2 separate regions of the Zea mays genome follow, and region 2 is linked to region 1. Evidence: chromatin contacts called from public Hi-C data. All regions are on one chromosome and are shown on one strand. Each heading gives the region's core, a stretch centred on a gene start, on an enhancer-like site or on the middle of the called end of the contact. The rest is flanking DNA. Distances are from core to core; before and after follow the strand shown. Region 1 holds the start of LOC103625962. Region 2 holds the start of LOC100191788 (putative pinin_SDK_memA domain family protein).

Region 1 (3,979 bases), core at 1,046-3,545:
ATTTTTTAATTTTTTGGATGAATTAAAAAATGATTGGAAAACTGTTACCGGTCCGGACCGGTTTTTGAGCGGTTTTGAAAATCCTTGGTTGCAACTAAAACTAAATTTTATGCCATAATATTCATGCTGTTATGAACAAATATAAAACTGAGGACTCATGTAAGCATATCTTCAATTTGAGCAATGATCTTATTTAAACTCCTATGTTCTTTCTTCAGTTTTTGTTGTTGTGAAACTGCATCTAAAATGTTGAATAAATCTGTCAATGGGTAGTGTATTCTTTGGTTAAAGTTACTATAATTTTCATCTCTTGACTCATTCTCCCTGAAAGTAGCTTTGTGATCTCATACATTCTAAATTTTACTCGATCGAGGAGTATGTACTACCTCCGTCCTTTTTATTTGACGTTAAATTGTGTAAAATTGAACTACAAAACGTCAAATAAAAAAATGGAGGTTGTAGTGTTTTACTCAGCTACTGAAGAAAAACTCAAGCTTGGCTTTTAGCATCGTGTCGTAAGGAAAAGGAAAGCTCTTCACCTTCAATGGAAGTCGTCTTAATCTCCTTCGCCATTTATGCCTTCATACAGTCGCTCCTACACCACATGGTACCTTTACTGAAATAGCAGCAGTGCAGCACATACGTAGAAACTCCCACCACAATTGCCCTAGTAGCTTCGTTTACAGAAACCAGTGATGCGGAAGCTTCGTTTTGTTTGGCGTGTACTGACAGAAGAATGCGTACAGAGTTATACATGGAATGAACCAAGTTCTTAAACAATAGGAAAATTAGTAATAAGCAGAAAAAATGGCACAACTGCTCACTCGCGTGTAGAGCTAGCCAATGGGGCACTGGCCAACAGGCAACAGCAGTCATCTAGTGCACTACGATTTCTCATTCTGGGTCTCTCGTTCTGTGAAATAGCAGGATCAGTCATCTCGCGTGCACTACGAACTGTAGTCCTTGAATAGCAGGCTCATCTTGTACATTACGCTACGATTTCTCGGTCTTGGAAATAGCATGGCATCATCGGTTATTTAATAATATCTCCATTCTCGAATATTTATCGCGAGCTAGTTTATTTTTAAACTAAAACACGATAAATAAAAAGAACGGAGGAAGTATGTTCTATGGAAAGCCAAACTCTGCCATTGATACACAATGATGAGGATCCATAATAGATGAACTACGTAGATCCAATTCTTAAACCAAACAGTGATATCCTAGATACAAATGACCAACTCTGAATTTATCTTTTATGCCTAATCACCTTTCTATGAAGTATGAATAATGCTTAGCTCTGAATTTATGTCTAATAAATCACCCTTCCATGTTCTTCCGTCCAGAACCACAGTAACACAACTCCAAGTCAAGACAGACTAGGTAGCAAACAAACTCACTTAACAAATATCACACGATCTTGCACGCTGCAGACGACGCCTCCTCGCAGTCGCAGGTGACCTCGATCTTTGGGTACTGCCTCAACGGCAGCCCTTCGTAGCACGGCGGGTGGTCCACGAACTGGCAACGGCAGCCGTAGCCGTAGCCGTAGCCTCCACACCCGCATATGCACATACCGCAGCAGCACGGCGGAGCAGGAGCCGGCCCGGGCGGTTTCGACGGCATGGCTGGTCGTTGCGGCGTGAGCTTCAGTTCTGCCGCCACGAGCTGGATGTCCCTGATCACACAGCCCGCCTTGCGCCGGAGCTTGCAGGGGAGCACCAGCGGGTCGAAGGCTCCCGAGATCGTCACCGTCCCGGACACCTCGTCGAAGGAAATCGCCCGGATGTCCTCGGTTTCTGCCAGCACGCGCGCGCGCAAGACTCAAGAGGGGGGAGTTAAAGAGCTTTTCGATCACGATTCACAAGCACAGGACGACGATATAGATGCTGAATCGACCGGGAGGCAAGGCAAGTGATTATCACCTTGCAGCTTGCACACGGTCTTCCGGATCCTGGTGAAGCAGCGGCAGCAGCCATGGTTGAGTGTGACGACCAGCGTGGACACCTGCGTGATGATACTATAATAGATTACTCTGCGCGTGTTGGTGCAAGTGATACTAGCTAGTAGCCAAATAAACCAAAATCACTGCAAACACAGATGATCGTCAAATCAAGTAGATAAACAATGCAGGAGACGCTCAACAACAAGGAACAACGCTGAGATTGATCGGAGGTAGAGAAGAAGGCAGAACCTTCTCTGCCATGTGTGCTCTTTCTGGTTCTGGAGAATATGGTGATGATGTACTTCAAGGGGAGGAGTAGAACTAGAATACCGTATTTATACCTCCACTAGCACCCGTGGGCCGTGGTCTGTGGAGCTGTGGAAGGATACCTGGATAGTCAATGTTCATGGGCCGGTATTTATGTGTGGCTACACTTACTTGGGCCGAATCATGTTAGGGCTTGACTAGTTAAACTTACAATATAGCTATTAAAAAGCTCAAATTACTCACGTGATTGCTACGGTTTTTTATGTATAAGTAGATTTTGATTTAATAGAAAACATAAAAATATGTGTGTTATATTGATTAGATATGTGTAAATATATATAATCAACAGCCAAGGTTTGATCCTCATTTATACATAATTTTATCTTTATCTTTGCATAAAGTGGACAAGAGGGTGACACACGACGGACGCATAAGTGAATTGATGCTCTATATAGTAGGGATTGCCTATATAACTTCCTAAATCAATATTTATAACAAAACTGCCTAATTAATCTACATACAAATTACTTGACTATTTTAGTTTATTTGATCTACCTCTTAATAGGATATCCCAATTTGAGTTTAAAGTTCAAATTTTGTACGTTAAAAAAATAAGTTATAGATATTTTGCCATCATTTTTTATTGGCTAGGACATCTAATATCATTTAATTCTAATGAAGATTATGTTGCACGCTAGCTATCATCCCATAAAAATGATCTTAAATATCAACTTACTCGAGGGGAGGAAAAAGAGAATTGTTTTGTAATAGTAGATTGGACGTAGAACCATGAAAATTGGTGTTTTACATAGTAGATGTTGGGGACCTTCGGCATCCGAAGGTCCTCAAAAACAGGATTTAATAGTGTTTCTGGAGTATAATGTGTGAACAGGTATCTTCGGACTCGAGTCAGGCATCACTATAGACCAGAATAATACGAAGGTTGGTGAAGCGCCGAAGGTGCAAGCAGGAAAGCTTCAGCGAGACAGCAGCAGTTGAAACCGACTTAAGGATGAAAAGGCTATTAAGACCTCGACAGAGTTCTATATGTTTATTATCAAGTGTAAAGGGCATTAATGTAATTTTGTACGGGCTGCGTCCCGTGTCTATAAATAGGTGAACAGTACTCCCGTACCGTTCACGCTGACTTGGCATTCGCTTTTTGCGTCACGCTTGTATTGTCAACTCATTCCGATTGAAGGTACACTTGTAACTCAGCGGTATTTCTGTTTATACTTAATAATAATAATACATAATTATTAATGTTCTCTTTTATATCCTTTATACTCCATCCTCCGTCATTGTTTAATAAATTTATGAAGGTACGTCCTTCGTAACCTTCGTCCGTAAACCATTATATCCTAAGGGAAATAATGCTTCGGAGGACGAAGGACCTTAATGATTAACATCTTTCTATGTTGCCTTGTTCTTAACTCATAGCATTTGAGAACAAGTCTCCAACATTGGCGCCCACCTCCGGTGAACCCACTTCCACTCAGTTTTTTGAGCATTTTCGGCAATCATAAACCTTCGTCATGGCGCCGAAGAAGGCTTCAGCGACTGGGACTACAGCTCTACAACCACTGGACCACAATCAGGAGACAGTCTCCCTGCGGGAGGCCCGAAGCCAGAAAAGGAAGGCTGTCAGCCCGACACCACCAGAGGACGAGATAGATCAAGAAATCAGAGATATGGAGATGCTTCATCAACAAGTACAGAGGAAGAAAGAAAAGATGGCCAGGCTGGCTGAACTGCAGAGGCAGATAG
Region 2 (3,979 bases), core at 792-3,291, 230 kb after region 1:
GTAGCGCTTAGTAAATTATAAAGTCATAATATAACAGTATATATTAGAGGTAATAGTTGCACATCCAATAAACCCAAATAACTCAATAACAATAAGTATGTCACATAATTTTCTACGTGAAGAATGAAGCATTAACACTTTTGTCCCTATATCTTATCTTCTGGTTGTTGTCAAACTAAACTTCAATAAAGCAGTTCATCAGCATCCAAATTCCAGGTTGAAGAAATGACGTAAAGTTGTAAACAAGTCAAAAAAGATCAAATTCAACTTTGGAGAAAGAAAGCAAAAGAACTTGCATATAGACAGGGAAGTTAATATTGAAACAAATAGGTGCTGATCTATGTGAGTTACTTCACTGCATATCAACAAGATAACTCATGGATACAAAACTGAATGTCGCTTCCTGTTTCTAAGTCGCAGAAGGTTAAATCAGCGTAAAGACAAGAGCAGTACCAGCATATGCTTTTGCAGCTTCTCCTGATAGCACCACTAAAAGCTTGCAGATCTCCTTTATATCCTCTGCTTGCATAGTTCCTGATAGCACCAATTGAATGCCCTGCTTGTGTTTGCAACAATGGCAGGAGGTTAGAGGCTATTTGGACTGTTTCGGCAGTAATGTATAAAGATAAATATCTTGTATAAGTATTAGAAGTCGGTATACCAAAAACAATGGTTGGCTTCTGGCTGAGCTGCTTGCTTTTGATCCAGCCCTAGCAGGAGTATATGTAGAGAACAGCAACAAACAAACAAACAAACAGAAATAGTGGTTGCAGAGTAATTATGGTACTTTCAATTGAAGTCACAGGCCTGACATGACCTGATGAACACGATACAGTACTCAACCGCTTTTATAGATCATAGCAGCAGTGATGCTTCACAGTTTCTCTCCCTCCCTCCCAAGAACAGAGGACAGGGAACCCAAATCTGCCCAGATTCCTCCCGTTCCCCCGGCTGCGGACAACTAAAATTTTTGTTCTTTCGCAGGAAAAAAACAAAGGAAAAAAATTCGACGAAAAAAGGGAGGCGTTTCTCTCTCTCTCTCTTTTCACTCTCTGTTCCGAGGCGCCGGAAAACCACTAAAACACCTGGAGCCGGCCCTCGGACGGATCGACGAACGCGGGGGAAATGGAAATCTTCTGGAGGGAAAAAAGGGGAAACTTTTTTGGAGACAAATAGCAGACCACAAGACAACACGTTGAGGAAGCAAGGGAGGGGAATGGACTTGGCTTGACTCACGTCGGGTCATCGGTGTAGGTGCGACCGGACTTGGGTTGACTCATGTCGCGGCTCTGCCTTGGACTATGCGGTGCCGGTGGAGGCCACTGGCGAGGAGACAGCGAAGGCGACGACAACCGTCTCCGTGGCTTGTCCGGCATCCACCGCTGCGACGCCGACCGCGGCGTTCCCTTCTTGCTGTTGCCATTCGGAAGGCGCTGTTCGAGGCCGTAGCCCGGCGCGGGGGCGGTCTTGGCGGACGTGGGGGTGCTGCACGCCGTCGTGGTGGCGGCGAGGAGGCTGTCGAGCTCCCTGAGGCTACCCTGCGCTGCGGCCTCGCTCGGAGGAGGGGTTGCGCGGCAGCTCGAGCGCCCTGCGACCCGCCGGCCTTCTGTCGATATCGTCGGTCTAGGTTGCGTCGGCGGCGAGATCGGAGCTGGGCAGTTAGGTGAGAGAGTAGGTGAGAGAGGGGGCGTGGGGAGGAGGGATGGCGGGTCATCGCCTTACGCCGCCGGATGTCGCGGGTCGCGGAGATGCGCGGCGGTGTAGCGGAGGGGTTCGCGGCAGCGGGCGAGTGGGTCTGAGGGCGTGCGAGATGCGCGGCGGCGGATTTCGCGGCGGGCGGCGGATTTCGCGGCGGGCGTGGGGTTGCGCGGGGGCTGGCAGGCGTGCGGCAGCGTGGGTGGGGGGGGGGGGGCGTTGGGTAGCGGCGGGGGCGGTCTACATTTGGGTCTTAATAGTTGTAGAGATAGGTGACGAATGGAGCTATTTTTCCGTCGGTATGGTATAGTAATAACCCGGTTTGTCATCTCTAGACTAGGGTACCCAAACCCGAGCCGTCGTCCCCAGTGTGGCAGTGTGCCGCTCGACGCGCAGCCAAACCCAAACCCTTCCTCCCTCCCGACGGGCGACGGCGATGGCCGCCGCGACAGAGAAGACGGCTGAGGACATCCGCCGCGAGCTCCAGGAGCTCCAGCGCCAGCACCGCGAGGTACACCTCTTTCTTTGTCCGGCGCATCTCGAAGCCCCGAGCCTCCGTGCCGTCTGCCCTGACCCCCGTGTCGTCCCGTCGCAGATCACCGAGCGCCTGCGCGACCCCCGTGGCCTTCGCCGCGGCGCCCCCGGCCCTGGTCCTGGACCTGGCCCCCCCCGCCCGCTCCGCGGCTTCGTGAGACCCGTGAGCTTCTCACATGCCCCCACTCACTCCTCGTTTCGTTTAATCTATTTGTGTGCGTGCAATACATTTTTTTCAATGTTTATGATGTAGCATGTGGGTGCGGAAGTGGCGGATCAGGCTCCGCAGAAGCGTCGGCTGCTATCGGCCGTAGTTAAGGTATCCTCTATTTTCTCTCTCTTTAATCTCGGTTATGATTGCACAGTTTGTAATGGTCTGTTTGTTGAAACCCTAAAATTATCTCGTTGCTTGCCGTAACAAATGGAGGTTGATGGCGCTGAAAATAATGAAGAAGGCACAAAGGATGCCAATGGGGAGGGGCAAGAGGCGGGTTCAGGTGCCACTGAAGGCAGTGACAGGAGGACTTTCAACACTGGCGGGTTCAGAAGGGACGGGAGCCTGTGGATGCAGAGGAGGGTGGTGAGTACTGACTAGAGCTAAGTGTGGATGTACTGTGGGTTTTCTATTCATTGGGTTATATATGCTTTTGTGGAGCTTACCTTGTTTCGTTTGGTTATAGGACTATAATTCGCTGCCAGAGCCAGCTCCAAGGGAGCTTCCCAGGAATGAGGACCCGAGTTTGGTGAGAAGGAATAAGAGGATGCTGGGGCAGCTTCTTGTCGGTACATTAGAGGTAAAGCAATTCTCTGCACACTGATGAATCTGTACTTCTGCAAGAATGCATATCAACCTAATGTGATAGTTAATTTCTATTTCTGCCTCTAGTATTCCTTGAAAAAAAGTTGATTAGCTTTAACCTGGCCTGTTGGCCAGTGCCCAGTATTAGCAAACCCGCCAGCTGGACATCAACTTAACAAAATACTAAATCCATTTAGTATCTTGTTCCCACAATGTAATATTTATGCCTGCGAGTTTGATATGCACTTATTCCAATCTAAGGAGCTCTGCATTGACATGTTGCTACCTAGCATTACACCCAATTTCCAGGATTTCCTATCTTTCGATGATGGGTGTGCCAGTGCCTTGCACAACTGTCTGGTGTGACTGCTTGTGAAATTTTGCTTACCTTATTATACTCGTCCTTGCAATGCAGAAATTTCAACAAGAGGATAAAAAGCTATCCAACTCTGAGGCTTTTCTGCGCAGATCAGAGACTCAGCGAAAGGTTTGATCACTTTTTCCATCAAAGTTAATGACTGGTATTCAGTAGGGGCTATTTTTATGATGTAATAAGTGCTTTTGTATTGTGATTTTCATATGTGCATAATCTATGATAACATGTCTGGTGTTCCTATGGGCACAGCTTCTTGTGAAATTGTGTACAGACTACAGAGTGCATCTGGCATTTGTTTCTGAATAAACAAAAACGATTTATAACACATAGTATCTACAGGAATGCCAATTTTGATGTTGAAATTTATTCGTGCTAAGAAGGAACTTGTTAAAAATGAGACCTTGATATTCCGCATGCTCTCATACTAGGGTATACTTAGGATAATGCATCGTGGAAACAATCTTTAGTAATTGTGATTGATAGCACACAGTCAGATGCTCTTTATATTTCCAAGGAATTCTGTGTTCTCTTTAATTTGTCGCATCTAACATATGTAACTTGATGTTATAGATTCA

The links. A called contact is a pair of places that touch in the nucleus more often than the background predicts.
Region 2: a Hi-C map of leaf shows a contact between it and region 1, with 5 times the contacts expected there. The contact joins the promoter of LOC100191788 here to the promoter of LOC103625962 in region 1. A contact is called at or near these places in 3 of 25 Hi-C or Micro-C datasets (ear and leaf).

What each region holds. Positions count from the first base shown.
Region 1 is chr5:12,572,426-12,576,404 of Zm-B73-REFERENCE-NAM-5.0, forward strand. It overlaps LOC103625962, which reads right to left and starts at 2,296. Exons shown (of 3, transcript XM_008646361.2): 1 at 2,195-2,296; 2 at 1,926-2,007; 3 at 1,127-1,799. The coding sequence starts at 2,206. The coding sequence ends at 1,411.
Region 2 is chr5:12,802,431-12,806,409 of Zm-B73-REFERENCE-NAM-5.0, forward strand. It overlaps LOC100191788 (putative pinin_SDK_memA domain family protein), which reads left to right and starts at 2,042. Exons shown (of 11, transcript NR_163963.1): 1 at 2,042-2,206; 2 at 2,291-2,392; 3 at 2,483-2,548; 4 at 2,657-2,809; 5 at 2,910-3,023; 6 at 3,444-3,515.